3 separate regions of the Mus musculus genome follow, and regions 1 and 2 are each linked to region 3. Evidence: chromatin contacts called from public HiChIP or PLAC-seq data. All regions are on one chromosome and are shown on one strand. The core of a region is the stretch at or near the end of the contact, and the rest is flanking DNA. Distances in the headings are between cores, read along the strand shown.

Region 1 (2,844 bases), core at 172-2,671, 290 kb before region 3:
GTCCAGGAGTCCCAGTTGGCACAGTCAACATGAGGGGTGGTGCTAGGCTACCGGCCTGGGGCTAGAACTGCCTGTCTGCGAGGCAGAGTTTACAGGAGAATGACAAGAGCCAGCACTGGATCAGTCAGCGCTGGATCCAGGGAGATGCACACCACATCTGCCTGGCCCCTGGAGGGAGCAGGAGGCCCTCAGTTTTCACACTTTGGAGGTTCCAGGCTCAAGAGAGTGATAAGATCTAGAGGAGGCAGAGTTCCCCTACCCCTGGATACTTTCTTCTTGCAGGAGCTAGATTGAGACCCTGTGCCATTCCCTTTAAGTGCCCCCTTACCTTGTCACCAGCTGAGTGGCTGGCAGGGGTTTCAGAGGGACTTAGGAAATGGATGACTTGGGAAATGGCTGGTGTCACTGTGTGTTTCCAGGGCATCCATCTTACCCAGCCTTTCTCTGAGGCTGTTCCACCCATTTGTTTTCACTATCGAGGGTGAGTCCCGGGCAAACCACCTGTACATGGAACGGCTGTTCAACGCCCAAACCTCCCAGTTTCATCAGGAGTCTGCTGCTGTTCTTCAGTTCTGCGGGGGTGGGAGGGGGAGGGGGAGGGGGAGGGGAGGGGGCGGGAGAGACTGGCTATCATTTGAAGTGAAAAATTGGACAGATCCTAAATGGGTTTGGGAAGGGGAATGGCTGTGCTTTTCTGCTTCCATTGCTCTGGGCTGCATTACGCTGCCATTAAAAATATATATAATCACGAAGATTATGTGGTGACTTGGAGAAATGCTCTCGTATAATGTTAAACAGAAATATCAAATCTCATTTTTTGTTGCCATGAATATAGCTGTAAAAATTATATGAACATCTAGATAAGACCAGAAAGGAGTATTTTTTAAGGATATAGGAGAGTAAGATCATGAGCATAATTTCACCTTTCTTGGTATATTCTGGTATCTAAATAAAAAGATATTTTAAGGGGCTACAGAGATGGCTCAGAGGTTGCTGCTCTTCCAGAGGACCCAAGTTTGTTTCCCAGTACCCATGTGGGGTGGTTCACTACAGCCTGTGACTCCAGCTTCAGAAGTTCCAAAACCCCTTTCTGGATTCTTTGGGCACTTGTGTGCAATGAACATACCCACCCATACATACACTTACAAAAAAAAAAAGATAGGAATAAATAAAAAAAAATTTAAATCTTGTGCACTGTCTCATACTTCCATCCTGCCCAGTTTCAGCCCTCCAACCCCCTCCCCCCCCAAAAAAAACCCACACACACAGAAGAGAAAAAAGAAGCTGAGCCAATGGATTTTTACCAGTCTGACTCCTTAGTATGCTATCAACTTTTCAATACATGTTCAGAGGAAAAGATATGACTGTTTTGAAAACAAACCTCAGGTGAACCCATTTCTCTGGTGGCATTCCTTCCAGTGTGTGGTGACTCACAGTGAACGGTGCCCCTGCAATGAGGGCCAAGGCAGGCAGGCAGCCAGCAGTCTAGGGAGGGGGGGATGGGGCTTGTACTCCTGGAGTAGACAGCAGAGGTGGACCTGGTAACCACAAAGCTGCTCACTTCTTCTTCATTGGATTTGGAAGTATGAACAGGAAAAACAAGAAATCAGCCTTTGACAGTATCTCCCAAAGGATGACGGGTTGAAGGCTTGGTTCCCAATCTGTGGTGCTGCTGAAGGGGGGACCTACCAGAATGAAGTTGGATCTCCAGGATACTTCTTTAAATGGGACATTAGACCCTCAGCCCCTTCCTCTCCTTATATTCCTGGCCGCCATGATATAGGCATCTCCTTTACAACTGGCTCCTGCCACAATATTCTGCCTTGCTTCAGAAATCTCAACCCCCATCTTCTGTAACAGAACCAACCTGAAACATCAAGTCAAAATGTTCCACTCACTGTGTGTCTGTGTCTGTGTCCGTGGTGTCCGTGGTGTCCGTGGTGTCCGTGTGTGTCCGTGTGTGTGCATGTGGAGGCCAGAGGTCAATGTCAGGTATCTTCCTCAGTTGCTCTCCACATGTGTGTGTGTGTATGTATGTATGTATGTATGCATGTATGTATGCATGTTTGTATGAATGTATGTATGTGTGTATGCATGTTTGTATGAATGTATGTATGTATGCATGCACGTATGCATGTATGTATATATGTAATCTTGGCTGTCTTAGAACTTTATTGTGTGAATCAGGCTGGGCCTCAACTCAGACTGAGATCTGCCTGCCTCTTCCTCTCAAGTGCTGGTCACCTTATTTTTTAAAAAACAAGGTCTCTCAATGATCCAAGAGTTCACCAATTCAGCTAAACTGGCTGGCCAAAAATCTCCAGGGGTCTGCCTGGGTCTGCCTCCCCAGTGCTGGGTTACAGATGCATGCCTGGATTTTTGGTGCTGGGGATCTGAACTTAGGTTCTCATGCCTGAAGGACAAATGTTTTACTGACTGAGCTACCTCCCTCTTCCTAACCTTTCCTCGGTTTTAAGTTGGTTTCCTCGGGCGTTTTGTTACAGTGATAGAGCACAGGAATGTGGATGGCATTCCTGCCACCAACCCATTGCAGAAGCTCAAGCTCAGCAGCGTCTCCCCAGATTAGGTCCAGTTTTAACCCCACTCTCCTTGACAGAGGGGCAGGAACACTCAAAGCAATGGTGCTGAGCGCTTGCCTTGCAAGTAGGAGGTAGAGGCCATCAGAAGGTTTCAAGATCAGCAACTGAGGGGCCAAGGCTCTTATGAACAGAGTGACTTCATAAAAATTAAGTGAGGTTATAAGAAAAAGCTTTGCAAATGCAGAGCCTGTACATTAGTTTCCTAGGGTAACAAAATTCTGTAGCTGGGGAGTTTAAACAGCTG
Region 2 (2,833 bases), core at 121-2,620, 430 kb before region 3:
TGACCCAACTGCCTCCCAATAGCCCCCCCCCCCCTTGGTCGGGTGGTAGAAGGTTTGCTTAGGTTCATGAGGTCTTGGATTTGATCCCCAGCACCAAAAAAAAAAAAAACAGCTAACCAACCAACCAAACAAACAACCAACCAAACAACCAAAAAAAAGGCTCACTCTCTTTGTCCTTCTCTCCTTCACACACACACACACACACACACACACACACACACACAGAGAGAGAGACACACCACCACCACTTTGAGAATATGTCTAGCTGAGGACTCCTTGCTGGCCTGGCATTCTAGTTCTGGGCTGGAGGCATTGGTGCTGGCCTGGCTTACCCTTTTTGGGAGGTACTCCCTCTTAACAGTATCACATGGGGGTTAATATGTAGGCCATAATACTTTTCTGTCTTTTATCTCTCAGCAGTAAACAGAAGGAATTCTCTTTAAGTGACTGAAAGGACTTTTGGTGTCTTGAGGACAAGGGCTCATTCCACACAGGACTCTGCCACCCTGGAGGTCCTGGATCTGGAGAGTGCTAAACAAGGACAGCTGGGCTCAGGAATAATTCTTTATTTTAATATGGAGGAGAAGCCATCTCTGCTCAGGGGTGAAGGAGAGGCCGACTCTGATTCTCCAGCCAGCGGATGAAAGAAGCAGTCAGTGGAGAAGCAGCCTATTATCTGGACTCAGCCCCCCTCCAAACAATGCTTTTGTTGACACATTCTCAGCTCCTTTCCAGGGAGGGAGTTGGCTGATCTATGAAGTCTTCTAGCTTGGAGTCAGAAGGATCTGGGGGGGGGGGGGGGTGTCATCTCACCAGAATGTTGCCCCTGACCCAAACTGCAGTCTACTCCTATCTCTGCATTGGAATTCATAAACGCCGCTCCAAACCCCACCTTGTGCTCCCTCGGAATACCTTGGAAAAGGCAAGAATGCAAACGCCTGGCCCCGTCCAGGCTGTTAAAACAGAATTCCAGGGTGAGGCCCAGGAAGCTGTGTTTTAACAAGTCCTGCAGGGGATAATTAGGTATGCTGAGGTTTGGGAGATGGGGTGGGGGATGGAGAGAGAGAGAGAAACTCTTGCAGCTGTTAATGCCGGTCACTTTCCTACGGTTTTCCCTCAGCAGGCCCTGGGGTTTGTTTTTTTCTCCACTGTGGACCCCGTTCATTTTCCGCTGCTGTGGACTGAGGGGGACGCAGCAAGGGAAGTGGGAGGGAGGGGAAAGGGGTCAGCCAAGACAGTAGCGCCTTCTGGAATGGAAAGGCAAAGGCTTCGTGACAATGTCCCTTTGTCACTTTATGTTGATGGAACTGCAAGTCATTAGCAAGCCCAGGGGTTCGACTCGGTCATTCTTCGGGGCCAGATCGCCCTCTGCTGCCCACCGGTAAATGACACTCTAGGACGCCAAGGAAAAGAGGAAGAGCAGTAGAGGGAGAGGAGAGGACAAGACCAAAAAGGTCACTAGGTCACCAATTCAGGATGTAACAAAATCATGGTAAAGTAGCGTTTGCTGGGAAGATTTAGCCAATGCAGTGGGTGTTTCCAGGGCACAGCCAGCAAACAGCAGAGTTCTGCCAAGAGCCCCACTATTCCCATGATTCCAAGCTCCACACTTGATTTGGTTCTGCAACCGCTTTCCCCTTTAGCTCACCCTTACCTCACCTTGGACAGTCAGGATGTTTAATAAAATAGGGAGACAGAAGAAGAAAAGTGATAAAAATTTTTGGTGTGCAGTCATTTATAGGCTTTAGTCAAGACTCAGCGTCCCCCTCCTGCCCCCAATCTTCCTTTCTCAGCCTCTCTTTGTTTTTTTTTTTTTTTTTTTTTCGTCCCGGGAAAGCACCAGGTCTTTCAGCCTTTCTTTTCCTGCCAGGGAACTCTTGCCCCACAGCTGTGGAGTCAGCTTTTCTTTCCAACTTTATTGCCCCACTTTATTGCTGTTGGGAATGAAGGTTCATGTAGGTCATTGGTTGAAAGAGCAAGGATTTCTTCCCAGCATAAAAGCTCAGGCTAGCAGTAGCTCCTGCCAGCCATGAGCAATGACCCATTTCCTCCAGTCTCTGACTGTACGGATCTCCAGAGTGCCTCAGCTCTCAGTACCCAAGTCCAGGTTTCCGTAGCAGATTCAGCTCCTGCCCAGGAGCCCCTTTCCTGGTCAGGTGTGGGAAATTATTTAAACGGTTGCAAAAGGTTTGGGGTGAAAGTGGGCCAGAAATGTGGGAGGTGGACGGGGGTGGGGGTGAAGGTTCAGGTAGGGAGGAGGCAAGAGTTCCAGCCAAATCCTACAGAACGTTCTGATGTCATGAAACACTTGAACTCTGCCCCTAACCGCCTGTAAATCGGATGAGTATGTGTGGTTGAAGCCAAGCCTTTCAACCCAAACATTTTAGATAAAACTCAGACCACATCTCTGCATCACTATTTTTTGTTTGTTTGTCTGTTTGTTTGTTTGTGTTTAGTTGTCTTTTTTGAGACAGTGTCTCACTATGTAGTCCTGGCTGACCTGGAATACTCTATGTAGACCAGAGTGGCCAGGAACTCATAGAGATTTGCCTGCTTCTGCCTCCTAAGTGCAGAGGTTAAATGCATGCAGCAGCATACTAGGTACATTTTTGCATGTTTAGATGTTTGGACTTGTATAGTTTTATATTTATGACCCCAAATATATGCCAGTAATCTATGTAAAAATCAAAGCATGCTGGACATTGTGGCAATCTCTGTGCTTGGGAGGCAGAGGATTTGAGACCTAAATTTGAGACCACCTTGGTCTACATAGTAGCAAGTTCCAGTTAGGGTTGCAGAATAAGACTCAGAGGGAGGGATCATCATCACCATC
Region 3 (2,894 bases), core at 119-2,618:
CCTCCCTTGCAGAAAAACCCAACAACTTTTGAAGTCGGGGATTATTAAACTCAGAGCCTGGATCCTACTGGCAAGTTCTTTTCCACTGAGCCACCTTGTATCATTCTTATTTTACTTCTGTTATAATCTTGAAGGAAGCCAGAGGCATAATGGCACGTGCTTTTGATCCTAGCACTTGGGAGGCAGAAGCAGGTGAATCTCTGTGAGTTCAAGGAGTTCAAGGCCGGCCTCATGTACATAGCGAGTTTCAGGACAGCGAAGTCTGTGTAGAGAGATTGTGTATCAAATAAAAAATTTAAAAAAAAAAACTAAACAAAGTAATAATTTAAGAAAACTTTGAAGGAACAAGTTACTTTTTCAACAGTATAAGCTAAAAATAATATAAAACAGGAAAGCTGGACATTATGCTAAACATCTGCTATGTGGTGGGATTGGATAAGAATAAGATTTAGTTTAGAGGTAGCTCACAGTTTAGAGGTAACGAGTTTGAGGGAATTTAATCTAAGGTCAGGGCGCCTGGCACCCATGTGGTGCATGTAGACTCACACAGGTCCATATATAAAGGTGAACATACATAAATCTGTTTAAAAAGAGCATAATTTACTTTAAATAAATTTATATTTTCAAAACTTTAAGGAGGAATGGGGAAGTAGTGTAATTGGTAGAGTGCTTGTCTGGGTTCCATTCCTTCCACAGCACTGAATAAACCAGGCATGGTGGTACATACCTGTAATCTTAGCACTCAGAAGCAAAAGGATTGGGAGTTCAAAATAGGCCTTTACTTCATAGCGGATTGGGGCTCAGTTTGAACTATTAAAAAGACTTAAATGGATTGGCTTCTGGAGTTGAAGAGTCTCAGACGTGACCTCAGAATTATTTTAATCCCCCTGCTCCCAACACACACTTCATGGAGGAGAATGTAAGAAGAACTGGGAGACTGGAGAGAAGTGCTCCGTAGACTGTGAACACACAAGTCTATTGCCCTACTATAATCTAAACTCACAAAAGTTGAAGAGATTATTTAAAAACAAATTCCAAGTATTTAGAAAAGAATAGCTTATCACCCAGAGCCAATATGGATTTCTAAGAAACAAGACATGCCAAACTGACCTCATTTTTACTCTCCCCCTACCCCCTGTTTTATAATTGCTTCTAGATTAGAGAATAGTAAAGACATGTTGTATCTTGACTTTAGCAAGCAGTTGACAAATTCTCCTTACTGTCCTTGTCAAAAAGATGATGAAGTGTGGGTAGATTGATTTACAGTTGTTTGCATGCTGAACCCACGCCAACAGGACTCAGGGTTAATCCAAATAATAGCCAGTTGCTTTATTCACTGATTTCTCAATGAGAACTGGTGGTGATTCAGAGTTTGCGTATATTCAGTAACTATGGGTTTGTAGCTGTGAATTCCTGACTAAGGAGTTGTATATTCAAACTTGACCGCCTGGATATTTTTATACAATTAAAATACCAATTACAGACATTCATCTAGCCAAACTATTTGTCTGATGTATATATTTTTAAACTTTATAAACCAGTTTCACTGTTCATATAAAAACCAAAGAATAGAATTCAAAGAGCAAAAAATTTTAAAGCATAGGCTGGCTAGGTAAGAATGTTCACATTATAAAGAATCTTTTGTTTGTATTTGTTTAATAACGTTTACATTAGCCTCAGGGAGATTTTTTTTTCATGCCCTTGAGATGTCAAGGTTCTGTGAATTAACCTGGGGGGAGGTGGGTAGGAGGGGAAGGGAGAGGGGGAGGAGAAGGAGGAGAGGGGAGGAGAGAGAGAGACAGAGACAGAGATCATATATAGATGTGCCTGCATTATATATTATACACCAGGATCATACAGTACCTATAGAAGTCATAAGAGGGCTTAGGGTCAGGAACTGGAATTGCAGGCAGCTGTGTGCCACCATGTGGGTGATTTGCAAGAGCAACAAGTGCTCTTAACTGCTGAGCCATCTCTGTAGGACAACAGTGTCCTTGGGAATTAATATATTTGTTGGCCTTCTGATAATCATTAGTAAACTACCTATTTAAGATTTTTTTAAATTCTTTGAAATTACATAGAAGAAACAATCGCTTTATTCTTTAGAAAGTTCTATTAGTTTCTGGAGACAGGGACGTCCATGGTGAATGGTTTATTTAGAATATTTTATTATCAGTTGTTAATCTTAAATAATGTCAACTCAGTTTTATTAAATTTTCATTATGTCTAATTGACTGGTGCTTACAGTATATTGTCTTGATTGTCAAGAAGCAATGATGGAGGGACTGGAGATTTGTCTCATCAGTTAAAAGCACTTACTGCCTTTGCAGAGTACCCTGGTTTGGTTCCCAACACCTACATGGTGGCTCACAACCATCCATAACTCTAGTTCCAGGAGATCTGAGACCCTCTTTTTGCCTCTTCCAACTCCAGGACACATGTGATGCACATAAATACATACATGCAGACAAAACACTCATACAAATAAAATAAGAACAAAACTTAGAGTTTCTAAAAATGTTTGCAGATATGATTTTCAGTTTTAGTGATGCTAAACACGAATGCTACATTCAGTGTCTAGTTGCACATTTTGTTTAAAATGCATTTTGGATTGCAGTTGTCTCTCATCCTTTTCTTTGTGACTGCCCATACCAGTAGGAGTTGATGGTAAAACCTAGTGTGATTCCAGTTCTGATAATTATGGGCATTACTCTTTAAGTTTAGCCTTTTCTGTGCTAACTGGTTTTTAAAAACATCAAAGGCCCTTAGAATAAGATTGGGTTAACTTCATTTTCCCTTAAGAAATCCATCATGCAAGATAATTCATGATTTTGAACTTTATTGTGGCTTTATCTTTTAATTATCTCTAACCTAAAAGACATTACTTATATAAC

The links. HiChIP or PLAC-seq counts read pairs in DNA pulled down with a chosen protein or histone mark.
Region 1: a contact with region 3 is called in an HNF4G HiChIP or PLAC-seq map of pancreatic cancer cells. The contact joins two enhancer-like sites. A contact is called at or near these places in 5 of 39 promoter capture datasets (cranial neural crest, frontonasal cranial neural crest, hippocampal neurons and 2 more), 2 of 15 datasets of contacts at CTCF or cohesin (the NIH/3T3 cell line and large pre-B cells) and 1 of 115 datasets of contacts at active chromatin or transcription factors (pancreatic cancer cells).
Region 2: a contact with region 3 is called in a FOXA1 HiChIP or PLAC-seq map of pancreatic cancer cells. The contact joins two enhancer-like sites. A contact is called at or near these places in 1 of 39 promoter capture datasets (frontonasal cranial neural crest), 1 of 115 datasets of contacts at active chromatin or transcription factors (pancreatic cancer cells) and 1 of 9 other capture datasets (embryonic trunk).

The regions. Positions count from the first base shown.
Region 1 is chr3:104,399,983-104,402,826 of GRCm38.p6, reverse strand. No RefSeq gene overlaps it. Among named protein-coding and RNA genes, the nearest start is that of Gm38412, 7.8 kb to the left of the region's middle. Within about 2 kb of position 1,421, at least 6 of the 459 cell types and tissues checked have an H3K27ac peak or open chromatin away from gene starts, as enhancers often do. A contact at or near this core is called in pancreatic cancer cells, where this site is marked.
Region 2 is chr3:104,540,073-104,542,905 of GRCm38.p6, reverse strand. No RefSeq gene overlaps it. Among named protein-coding and RNA genes, the nearest start is that of Gm34490, 14 kb to the left of the region's middle. RefSeq lists an enhancer at 235-2,372. Within about 2 kb of position 1,370, at least 124 of the 459 cell types and tissues checked have an H3K27ac peak or open chromatin away from gene starts, as enhancers often do. A contact at or near this core is called in pancreatic cancer cells, where this site is marked.
Region 3 is chr3:104,108,080-104,110,973 of GRCm38.p6, reverse strand. All of the region lies in intron 1 of Magi3 (membrane associated guanylate kinase, WW and PDZ domain containing 3), which reads left to right. Among named protein-coding and RNA genes, the nearest start is that of Magi3, 110 kb to the left of the region's middle. Within about 2 kb of position 1,368, at least 10 of the 459 cell types and tissues checked have an H3K27ac peak or open chromatin away from gene starts, as enhancers often do. A contact at or near this core is called in pancreatic cancer cells, where this site is marked.